Linked DNA regions of Muntiacus reevesi: region 1 is linked to region 2. A link is a contact called in public Hi-C data. All regions are on one chromosome and are shown on one strand. The core of a region is the stretch at or near the end of the contact, and the rest is flanking DNA. Distances in the headings are between cores, read along the strand shown. Region 1 holds the start of CDV3 (CDV3 homolog). Region 2 holds the start of TOPBP1 (DNA topoisomerase II binding protein 1).

The links. A called contact is a pair of places that touch in the nucleus more often than the background predicts.
Region 1: a Hi-C map of blood shows a contact between it and region 2, with 5 times the contacts expected there. The contact joins the promoter of CDV3 here to the promoter of TOPBP1 in region 2. A contact is called at or near these places in 2 of 3 Hi-C or Micro-C datasets (blood and muscle).

Annotation. Positions count from the first base shown.
Region 1 is chr8:15,822,711-15,827,921 of mMunRee1.1, forward strand. It overlaps CDV3 (CDV3 homolog), which reads right to left and starts at 2,193. Exons shown (of 5, transcript XM_065942178.1): 1 at 1,550-2,193; 2 at 783-859. The coding sequence starts at 1,789.
Region 2 is chr8:15,693,334-15,698,433 of mMunRee1.1, forward strand. TOPBP1 (DNA topoisomerase II binding protein 1) reads left to right here and starts at 1,324. Exons shown (of 28, transcript XM_065942858.1): 1 at 1,324-1,469; 2 at 2,110-2,200; 3 at 4,204-4,338. The coding sequence starts at 2,117.

The DNA.
Region 1 (5,211 bases), core at 943-3,442, 130 kb after region 2:
GAGCACTGAGGTAATTCCCTAGGATCACTTGCTTCTTGAAACTGGGAATAAACGGTTTTTAATCTAAGCCAATGGATTTTCTCTTCATGAAATCTTCAAAAACATGACATTTATTTACATGAATCTAAAGTTCATGTGACTACCATAGACTGGATTTGATAAAACGTGTTAATTTCAAATCTTCTAAACCAATCAATGTAATTTTCAGGAATTACTGTTTTTTTAAAACTTTATGCTTAGACTATGATTCCATTTCTATAAATTTCTAGGGAAAATTAATCTACAGTGTTAGGAGAGTGGTTATTTGGGGGTTAAAACAATGACTACAAGAGGTTAGGAAGGGGGCTTTCTTCTCTACCAGTAATATTTCCTTTCTTGACTTCCGTGCTGATTACACAAGTTGAATAGGTAAAATCTGTATTTCCCTGTAACTATGCTTCAAATACAACCACCCATGTTATCTTTTGAGACAAAAGCTAAGTTCAACCCACCAATAATAAAAGCAAAAATTCTGAAAGCACAAAATCCATTTTAGCTGTCTCAAAAAGGCCTAACCAAGATTCGAAGTAGGCAAGCTCTCACAGGATTTTAGAACTGGCAGCTAATTTGACTGGCATATAAAAGGGCTGCCAACACAGAGGAGGAATAGACTCAATCCATTAGTCGTAATAAGCATACCTAAAGCACAAGAGTACTGTGATGCTGTTTTGGGACAAAAAAACCCCAAACATACAGTATTTATCCGGTGGGTGACATAAACGTTATCTGTAACCAAACCATACCTTATTTGCATTGCTTGAACTCTTAGACCGCTGTAATCAACCTCTTTTTGCTCAAATTCTTTCCACTCATCTTCCTCCTGTAAAACAAGTACCAGGTAGTCAATTAAAGCTATTTTTAAAACACAACTAAAACAACCATCAGACTATTAAGGGATAAAGTGGTTGGAACCTAAAGTGTGGACTCGTTTTCTGGCCAAAGCCCTTGCTCAATCCCAAGGCTACTAGGCTTGAGGACAAACGTGACTAAACTTTGTTACTTCCACCCGGTTCCTTCATGAGACTTGTTACTTTAAAAGCAACCAGGAAACGTCGGATGAAGTCCATAGTAAGCCCACAACTAAACGTCTACCTCAATCTTGTATGAGACTTTTCTTTTACAGGTTTCCAGACCAAGTCGAGCCAATTAGATCTGCTGCAAATGTGATTGTTAGAAAATTCAGTTCACACTACTAGGCTGAAATCAGGACGCTAAATTACTCAGAGTAGACGTCACCCGATAGATGTACTTCCGACCCGGGCCGATTCCCCGGGAGGGTGCCGCCGCCTGCCTGCGTGCTAGCCCGAGCCAGGCGACGAGGGTCGGGAGCTGGGCCGCTGTGGTCCGGCGGGGAACGCGAGGCGGCCCGCCGTGGGAAGCCCGCGTCACGTGGCAGCCTCCGTGCCCGTCAGCCCGCCGGCCGGCCCCGGCCGCTTCCTCAGGCAGGCAGGCGGGGGCGGGCACATGGGCGCAAGAGCGCGGCCCGAGCCCTAACTCCCCGGCCCCTCACCTTTGTCACAACCTTGGTGGCGGCCCCAGGGCCAGTGGCCCCCACGCCCGCGGTCCCGCTATCTCCCGGCCGGGTCCCTGCGCCCGCCCCACCGCCCGCCGCGCCCGTGGCTCCGCTGCTCCCGCCAGCGCCGCCCGCCGCGCTCGCTGCGCTCGCCGCCCGGTTGCTCCGCTCCTTCTTCTTCTTTTTATCTCTCTTGGCGAAGAAGTTATCTAGGCTCCGCTCCTCCGTCTCAGCCATGGCCGCGGCCTCCTTGGCCCGGATGGGTGGGGCCGGCGGCGGGCGCGGCCCGTCGGGGCTCCGAGCTCGGGGTCGAGGCCGGCTCGGCGCTCAAGCTCCCAGGCGCGGCGACGCCTCAGTCCCTCGGGGTCGCTGAGGCGTGTGCAGCGGGGCGACCGGCCCCCCCCGCCTGCTGGCGGACGGTGGTACGGTCCTCCTAGGGGCTCGCGTGCCGCTGCCTCCGCCCGAGCCCGCCCGGGCTGGAGCTGCTGCCGCGATCGCAGTGCAGGATCCCGCCCGCTCCACAGCTGGAGGGAAAAAGGAACCCGCGGGCCAGAGGCTCCGGCGAGAGTGCTGGGTTAGCGGCGGCGAGTGCAGGAGGAAGACGCGAGCACGCAGGCCGGGAGAGGAGGGGACAGGGGGTGGGGAGGGGAGGGAGGGGGAGGAAGGAGGGCGGGCCACCAGAAAAGAGAGGCAGCGCCCGCGCCTGCGTACTTAGCTCCGCCCGCCACTGTGGGAGCGGGGAGGGGAGGGCGGTGAGAGGAGACGGAGGCGGAGCTGGCAAGGGAGCCAATCAGGTGCCAGGACGAACCGCTTAGGCGACAATCCCTGCCTCAGACGGGGCGGGGCTGTGGCTTGGGGGCGGGGAGAGGGTATATGCTAAATAAGTGACGTACATGATGGCTTTTGCCTCCTGATTGGTCGAGGGTTTAGCCTTGAGGGCGGGCATTTAGAGGGCTTGTTGGTGACTTGGCTAAAGAGGTCCGATCGAAGGGGTGGGTAGGTCCGTTCTAGGCGCATGCGTAGGGTACACGTGTGTCTGCTAGTCAGCCGCAAACTGTGGCCTTGTAGTGGTTTGAACTTCAGTGAGACTGAAAGGCCCTGTGCTAAGCTAGCTATATAAAGATGGTATCGTCTGCTCTGCTGGCCTCTGTATTTTCACCCTCTCTGGTCTAGCAACTATTCATTTTATTCATAGGTGATGATTATTATGAAAATGAGGTGCTTTGGGCTTGAAGTTTAGTTCTTATTTACTAAAAGGTCTACATAAACCAGTAGGTAGTCGAAAGGAGATTGGTTTTATCTGAATTCTACTTTCTATGAGATATCTAGAAATAGGTCAAGCTAAATCTGACCCTCAAGCTCCTGATCTGTAAAGTGGAGATGTTAGCTCTTGCAAGATATGTGGGGAAAGATTACCTCTTAGGCGCCAGCACAGTACTTAACACATATTGTGCTGTGCTAAGTCGCTTCAGTCGTGTCTGACTCTGTGACTGCATGGACTGTAGCTGCCAGGCTCCTCTGTCATTGTAACTCTCCAGGCAAGAATACTGGAGTGGGTTGCCATTTCCTTCTCCAGGGATCGAACCTGTGTCTCTCATGTCTCCTGCATTGACAGGCAGTTTCTAATATACATTAGATGCTATAAATAATTTTACATGTAAATAATAACCCCTACCCTGATGAGATGATGGCTGTAATCTATCTTTTTTATCCGTGATAAGAGGAAAGGAATGGCATATATAGAAGTGAGGACCAAATGTGCCCAGACTGTATGTGGTTGTACCATTTAAGTACCTTCTGGGAGTTGAGGATGAAATGAATCCTCCCATATGAAAAAGTCGGTCTAATAAAAGATGCTAAGCTTTCCACTTCCGTCTAAAGACACAACCACTGAGGAAATGACTCAGAGTTATGTTAGTAGCCTTGTAGGGTAGATAGAGCACAGCCAATACATGGAGGTACTTGTCTTTTCCTTTACAGTTTTTCTGTTAAAGTCTGTCTCCCCTACACCCCCTTCACCTCTACTATTAAAGTACTAAATCCAGAATATGTCAAAGAAGCAAATCAAGGAGCTGGCCTTGGCCAATAGCAAGCTTATGTTTAATTCCCTATACTGACTACCTGGATGGGTCTCTAGGTAACTTCCTTCTGTGACACTAGGCGTCTTCTTGTGATGCAAGCCAAGTTTAGTATTGCCTCTCCCTTACCTTCCTTAACATCTCTGATCAAATTTTTCTTCCCTTCTTTCCCTCCTTCCTCCCCCATCCCTTCCTTCCTTTTGTTCTTTCTTTCCTCACCTGTGAAACACCTATTTCGTTATATTTAAGGCAATGTGTTGTATTCTAGGCAAAGTAACTTGTCATTCCTGCCTTCAACTCCCTTCTAATCTACAAGAAAAGATCTAGATGTGAATAAATGAAATTTAGCCCTCTCTTTCTTAGATCTCCATCAATGTATCTGTGTGTCTTGAAGGAATTAATGATGGGAAAAAGCAGAGAAGGAACTGCAGCTGCAGCAAAATTCCCCACTACATCTTCCAGTGATTGATGGCATGTTCCCCAAACTTGATCATATGTAAAAGACTCAGGTCAGGCCAATAGAGAGACTAGGGTCTTTGTGGTTGTGTCATTATCTATGGTTAATTCTCTCCTCCAGGAATCTAGTCTCCCCCTCATTGAATCCCCTGACCTGAGACTGACAGCATATATTCATACCAGATTTTCCTCTTAAATCTCCTGTGCTCCCTCCTCCAATGTGTTACACAGAGCCTTGAAACCTCCCCCTTATCTTCACCCCACCCCTCATCATGAAGCACCATTCATTGCTCTCATGATGTTTGGAGCTTCACCATCTTTAAAGCAAAACAGACCTTCATTTGTACTTGGTGGGTGGATTGTTGAATAGTGGTGAGAACTTGAACCATTACCAGGTATTTCAGCACATCTTCTAAGGAACCTAATGCTGTCTGAATGTGAAAATTCCTCTCTGAGTCCTCTGAAGTGGAACAATCCAAAGGACGTCATCTGTCTCCCCTGACAAGGCTAGCTGGGCTTCAGTATTCCATGAGCTCAAGAGCTGGCACAGGGAAGTTGGGCCCAGTCCCATTGTCCCTGGGTTCTTTTTTGCTGAGCTATTCATTCCAAGTTCCATTCTGCTACCTAGGCTGGAAGTTCCACACATGCTCAGCTCAAAGGAATGCAGCTCGTACTAGCCAAAGACTTCCCGGGAAATGAGGAACAGCTTTTCATTTGTGACTTCCTCTCTCAGAAATCTGAGGGACTGAGCTACTTCCTGGGCTATTCCATTAATGACCTTTTCCAGTTGGGGAGTAACTACTTTCAGATCACCTCCTCTGGAGAAAAACTTCTGCTGATTTCTACAGGCAGTCTAGTTCCTGACCTTTAAAGGCCCAGAGATCTTTTGTGGTATGGATATTTGATGCCTTCCTTATATTACCATGATTTGTTTGTTGTTTAACCATTCATCCATTCATTAACTCATTCATTTTTGTAAAACATTTATTTCATGAGCACCTACTGTATGCCAGGCCTGATGTTAGCAGTTAAGTGTAAGTCAGATGTAGGCCTTTCCCTCACAGAGCTTACTGTATGATAAACTGGTAGTCAGAAGCACACAAGTATACATACAATTATAACACA
Region 2 (5,100 bases), core at 74-2,573:
TAATTATAATATCAGCTCAGATTTGCTCCTTCACAGTGAATTGTGGCAGGGTTGTCTCTCATTTTTTTTTTTTAAAACAAGTCTAGTAACTTTGGTGTATCTGTAAGGCTTTCCTCACCTCCTCCCTGACAACAGGCCTTTCAGTTGGTCTTTCAGTTACTGATTCTGACTCACCTTCCACCTAAGTGTTCACACACTGACCCAAGATGCTATCTACCATCTTTAGACATTTAAAAAACCAAGGTACAGTTCATTAAACTCTCAGGTTACTCAAGTCATGATTTTCTCACTCTCAACAGTCAAGAATAAGATGAGAAGAAACGCTGACCAAGCAGTTTGTCATTGGCCATCAACAAGCCAGAGATCCTAATCCTATTTCACCTCCTCTCCCCATTACCTTTGCCATTTGAACATTAGGTTTCATCCCACAATCTGCCCAACACTTGGGAAGCTAGAGAAAAAAATGAGATGCTCAAAGTGGGAGAATGGGGTGTTAGTCCCGGAGAGGGCACTACTGAAGTTGGCAAAGACCCCCTATGCACCAGGTGTGTAATTCACGTCATCCTGACGTCTTTCTTTCCTTTAGACCCTTGGCTGTTGTAGCTGGTGAACACATCTGGGCTATACTGGAAGAAAATAATCCAGTCCACCAGTCCATGGAGTCAAAAAGATTTGGGTGCCGTCTTAAACTTCTACCACTTACTGTGACCTTGAACACTTCATTTAATTTCCCTAAGCCTCAGTTTTTACATCTGTAAAATGCAAATCAGTATTTGCCTCCCAGAGTTGTTTTTGATAACATATGGTTTCTCGGCATGAAGTATTTATTAAAGAAACCCTCTTTTACCTGTCTTTATTTTTTGATGTTAGGGTCTGCTCTGAGGCATCAGTCCCCAACATTTTTTGTCACCAGGGACCGGTTTACTAGAAGACAATTTTTCCCAGGACAAGGGGAGCTCGGCGGTTCAGGCGGCAACGCGAGAAACGGGAAGCGGCTCTGCTTCCACCACTAACCTCTCCTGGCCCTGGAGTTGCGAACTCCTGCTCTAAGATACCTCTGACCCGCCACCTCAAAGCCCTAGCTCTCGGCGCTAGGCCAGTTTCCCGCAAAGGCAAGACGCGCCCTGCCAGCTGCTGAGCCGAAGCTTCTGCCACAGTCTTCCCGGAACACCTTGGCCTCCGGGTCGGAGCCAACCACCAACGCCGCTTTCTTTCGTCTCCGCCCTCCCCGCCCCCCTCCCACGCTGCAGCTGTGGTAGCGTCACTTCCGCCGGAAGGGGCGGGCGCGACCGCGCAGTTGGCGCGAAAGTCGGTTCGCGGTTCGGCAACTTCCGGGTCTGCGTTTGCTTTGGTTGGGGGCCCCGCCGGGTGCGGCGGGTGTGCGCCGGGCTGGCGCCCGACCCCAGCCGCAGTCCCGCGCGCCGCGCGGCCCCCCACTCGCCGCCCGGAGATCCCCAGGCTCCACTGAGGTGAGTAAAGCTCAGAGTGAGCACCCAGCTCCCTCCCCAACTCGCGGGGGTGGAGGGGTCTTCGACGCCGTCTCTGGCCTTAGGGGCCCTGGATTCCGGACTTTGTAACCGGCCCCCGGACTGGTGGATGGGACACCAGAGAGCTAGTGACTGGGGTGGACTGATAATCGGACTTTTCCCTGGCAGCTGGGGAGCGGGAGCATCTGGCCTTTTAGGGCCCTGACTTGGGATGGCTGGCTTTCATGTTTATATTCAAAGTTCGTTTACTGAGGGCTTAACCTTTCTCGTGGGCCGCAGATGACCTCAGGAACCTATTCGTTCTGAGCATTCTCAAGCAAAATGAAATTGAATGACCATCGGCTTAGGAGACTTTAAAGCTCTAGAGCAAAGGTCCTCGATGAATTCAGTTTAGCAACATTAATTTCGTATTTTGATTTACGAAGATTGGTTGTTGTCATCTTTTCCCTTGATTTTGTTCACATTCCACTGTTTCTTACAAACTATAATGTACGAATTCATGGGCAAGAGCAGAATGTTTGTACTTCGGCATTCTTACTTGCGCAGAAAAGTAGGTGCTTTAAACATTTAACTTTATATGTAATGTGTTTTGCTCTTGTTAATGGTTCCTTTATTTTGGCAGTTCAGAAATGTCCAAAAATGACAAAGAACCGTTTTTTGTGAAGTTTTTAAAGTCTTCAGACAATTCTGAATGTTTTTTTAAAGCTCTTGAGGTAAGACTACTTGACAATGTCTTGCTGTGAATTCATTTTCTTGTTTCTAGTGTTTTTGACTTAGGCCATTTATGTCTTAGTCATGGTTATTTTATTTTCATAATAGTTTTACTCTACATTCGTAGATATCTCATTGTTAACACACTTTTGATATTAGTATATCATATATTTTGGGGAGCTTGAAATCTTTAATGACATTTATATTGAAAGTGATGGACATACTATTCTTAGAAGTTAAGTAGTTTTCTTTTGTCTACTAACCATAGACCTTTGTGTGTTGAAAAAACTTGAGGCAGTCCTATATTGGTTACACTTCATTTTTTGTTTTTGTTGTTGTTAATTGTTAAAAGTATGTTTTATTATATAGTTTTATGTGGGAGGATGTAAGGGTAGTGTCTCCCCCAGTAGCATCACCATGGCCTGAGAAATTGGACCCCAACTCAGACTTATCAATTGGAATCTACTTTTTAACAAGATCTTATGTATGTTTAAGAAACACTTGTAGCAGGTTTGTCTTTAAAGTTCATTCATTCAGCAAATCTGATAAGCACTGTTCAAATACTTGGGATACACAATGATGAGATGATGAGAGCAGGCAAAGATCCATACTTTCTCAGTTTACATTCTATTCTAGCTATAGGAAATAAACTAGTCAGATATATAAATGTGTAAACTATATAGTATCTTAAAGGTGCAAAGTGCTATGGGAGGAGAAATGTGAAACAAGTTAAAGCATTCCAGAAGATGTTAAGGAAGAAGGGAAGTTTACAATTTATTTTAAATATAGTGTGATATTCTCTGTGGAGAAGTTGATATTTGCAGACACTTGAAGGAGGTGAGATAAGTAGCCGTGTGAATATGTGGGGAAGGTTTCAGTTTCAGGCAGAGGAAATAATCGTACACAGGCCCTGGGAAGGTGCTTGCAGTGTCTGTCCTGCTTTATTGTGGCTGTAGTGTAGTGTGAACAGGAGATGTGGGATGAATGTTAAGGTTTGCTTCAGAGAGTAAGAATAAAGAGGTCATGAGGGCCTTGTGGTCTCTTTTAAGGACTTTGGCTTTTTCTTCCCATAAGATGGAGAGCCACTAGGGGAGTTTATTCAGAAGAATATTATGATCTGACTTACTCGTTTTAAAAGAATCACCATAAGTATTTAATGAAAGGACTTCAAAATTTGTTAAGAAAATATTTGAGTGCTTATTGGGAGCCAGGATATGTTGCCAAACAAGATAGATCATGAAACTTACATTCTTACAAGGGAGAGAGACAAAAACAGTGTGTATGTATGTATATATAATATTATATATATTATATATGCTAGTATACATATTACTACATCTATGTTATTTTTCTTCATAAAATGGGGAAAGAATATTTTAGAGACTTGTGACCAGGAAAAGCATCTCTGAGGAAGTGACATGTGAGCAGATGTGGTTGAAGTGAGATAAGTCAGGTGAAGTCCTGGGGGACGAATATTCCAGGTAGTGGGAGGAAAAAGCAAAACCTCTAAATGAGGTCATGCTTAGCTTGTTCTAGGCCTGGAAAGAAAGCAGGAGTGGCTAGAGAAGAGTGAGTCAAAGGGATTAGAGGAAGAAGTAACAATCTTGTAAAGTAATTAGCCTCCAACTAATAAAAATAAATGGAAAAAAAAAAAAGAAGAAGTAAGCATGGGGAGACAGAAACAGGCAAGGGCCAGACTCTGGTCTTGTAGGTGATTGTAAGAAATGAGGATTTTATTCTGAGTGTGGTGGGAAGCTGCTGGAGGTTTTGAGCAGAGTGACATGACCTGATTTGTGTTGTTGAAAAGATTCATAGCTGCTGTGTGGAGAATAGATTTAGGGCAAAGGATGAGAAGGAACCCCTTTGGAGACTCCTGCACAGGCCAAGTGAGAGATGACGGTTCCTTTTGATAGGAAGAAGGCTGGATTTGAGATAGATTTTGAAGAGAGTTCACAGGACATAAATACAGGTGAATAATTTCATATGCATTATTTTTTTCTTTCAGTCAATAAAAGAGTTCCAATCAGAAGAATATCTTCAGATTATTACAGAAGAAGAGGCATTGAAAATAAAGGAGAATGATAGATCACTGTATATCTGTGACCCCTTTAGTGGTGATGCCTTTGATCATCTCAAAAAGGTTTGCTAATTTTTAGTGTGTTCTTTCAGGTAGTGTTTTTGGTTTGTTTTTGCTGCAGTGAACATAAGTTCTTTACTGGTCATGATGTGTTTTGTAAATTATGACTTGAGAGGAATCTTTTGGTTTTGAAAGACCAGAATAGTATTTTTAAAGGGTAATTATGTTCCAGTAGGCTTTGGTTAGGCTTCCCTGGTGGCTCAGACAGTAAAGAATCCACCTGCTGTGCAGGAGATCTTGGTTTGATCCCTAGGTTGGGAAGATCCCCTGCAGGAGGGTATGGCAACCCACTCCAGTATTCTTGCCTGGAGAATCCCCATGGACAGAGGAGCCTGGCGGGCTACAGTCCATGGAGTCACAAAGAGTCAGACATGACTGAACGACTCAGCACAGCACAGAACAGACTTTGCTTAATGTGTGATTTTTTATATTTCAGGGAATTTAACCTCACTTAGTATAACTTAACCCTATAGTAGTGAAGTATTTTTTGATGAAGTTCTAATGTACTTAAACTCAGTTTGATTGTAGAGTAAGAAAAGACTTCCTTGTTTACTTACTGTCTTTACTGTGTGCTCTTGAATTTTAGTACCTGTGCTTTGTATAGGGTATGAAAAATTATATGCTAAAAGGAAGCATTTTGGGGATAACCATTGCTAATATACCATTGAGCCATCTTATTTCTTTTTGTTGATTCTAGAGTCTACTGACTCATTACTTTTTTGGTGTCTGGACAAGAGAGAAGCATTGAAATAAAAGTAAACTGGC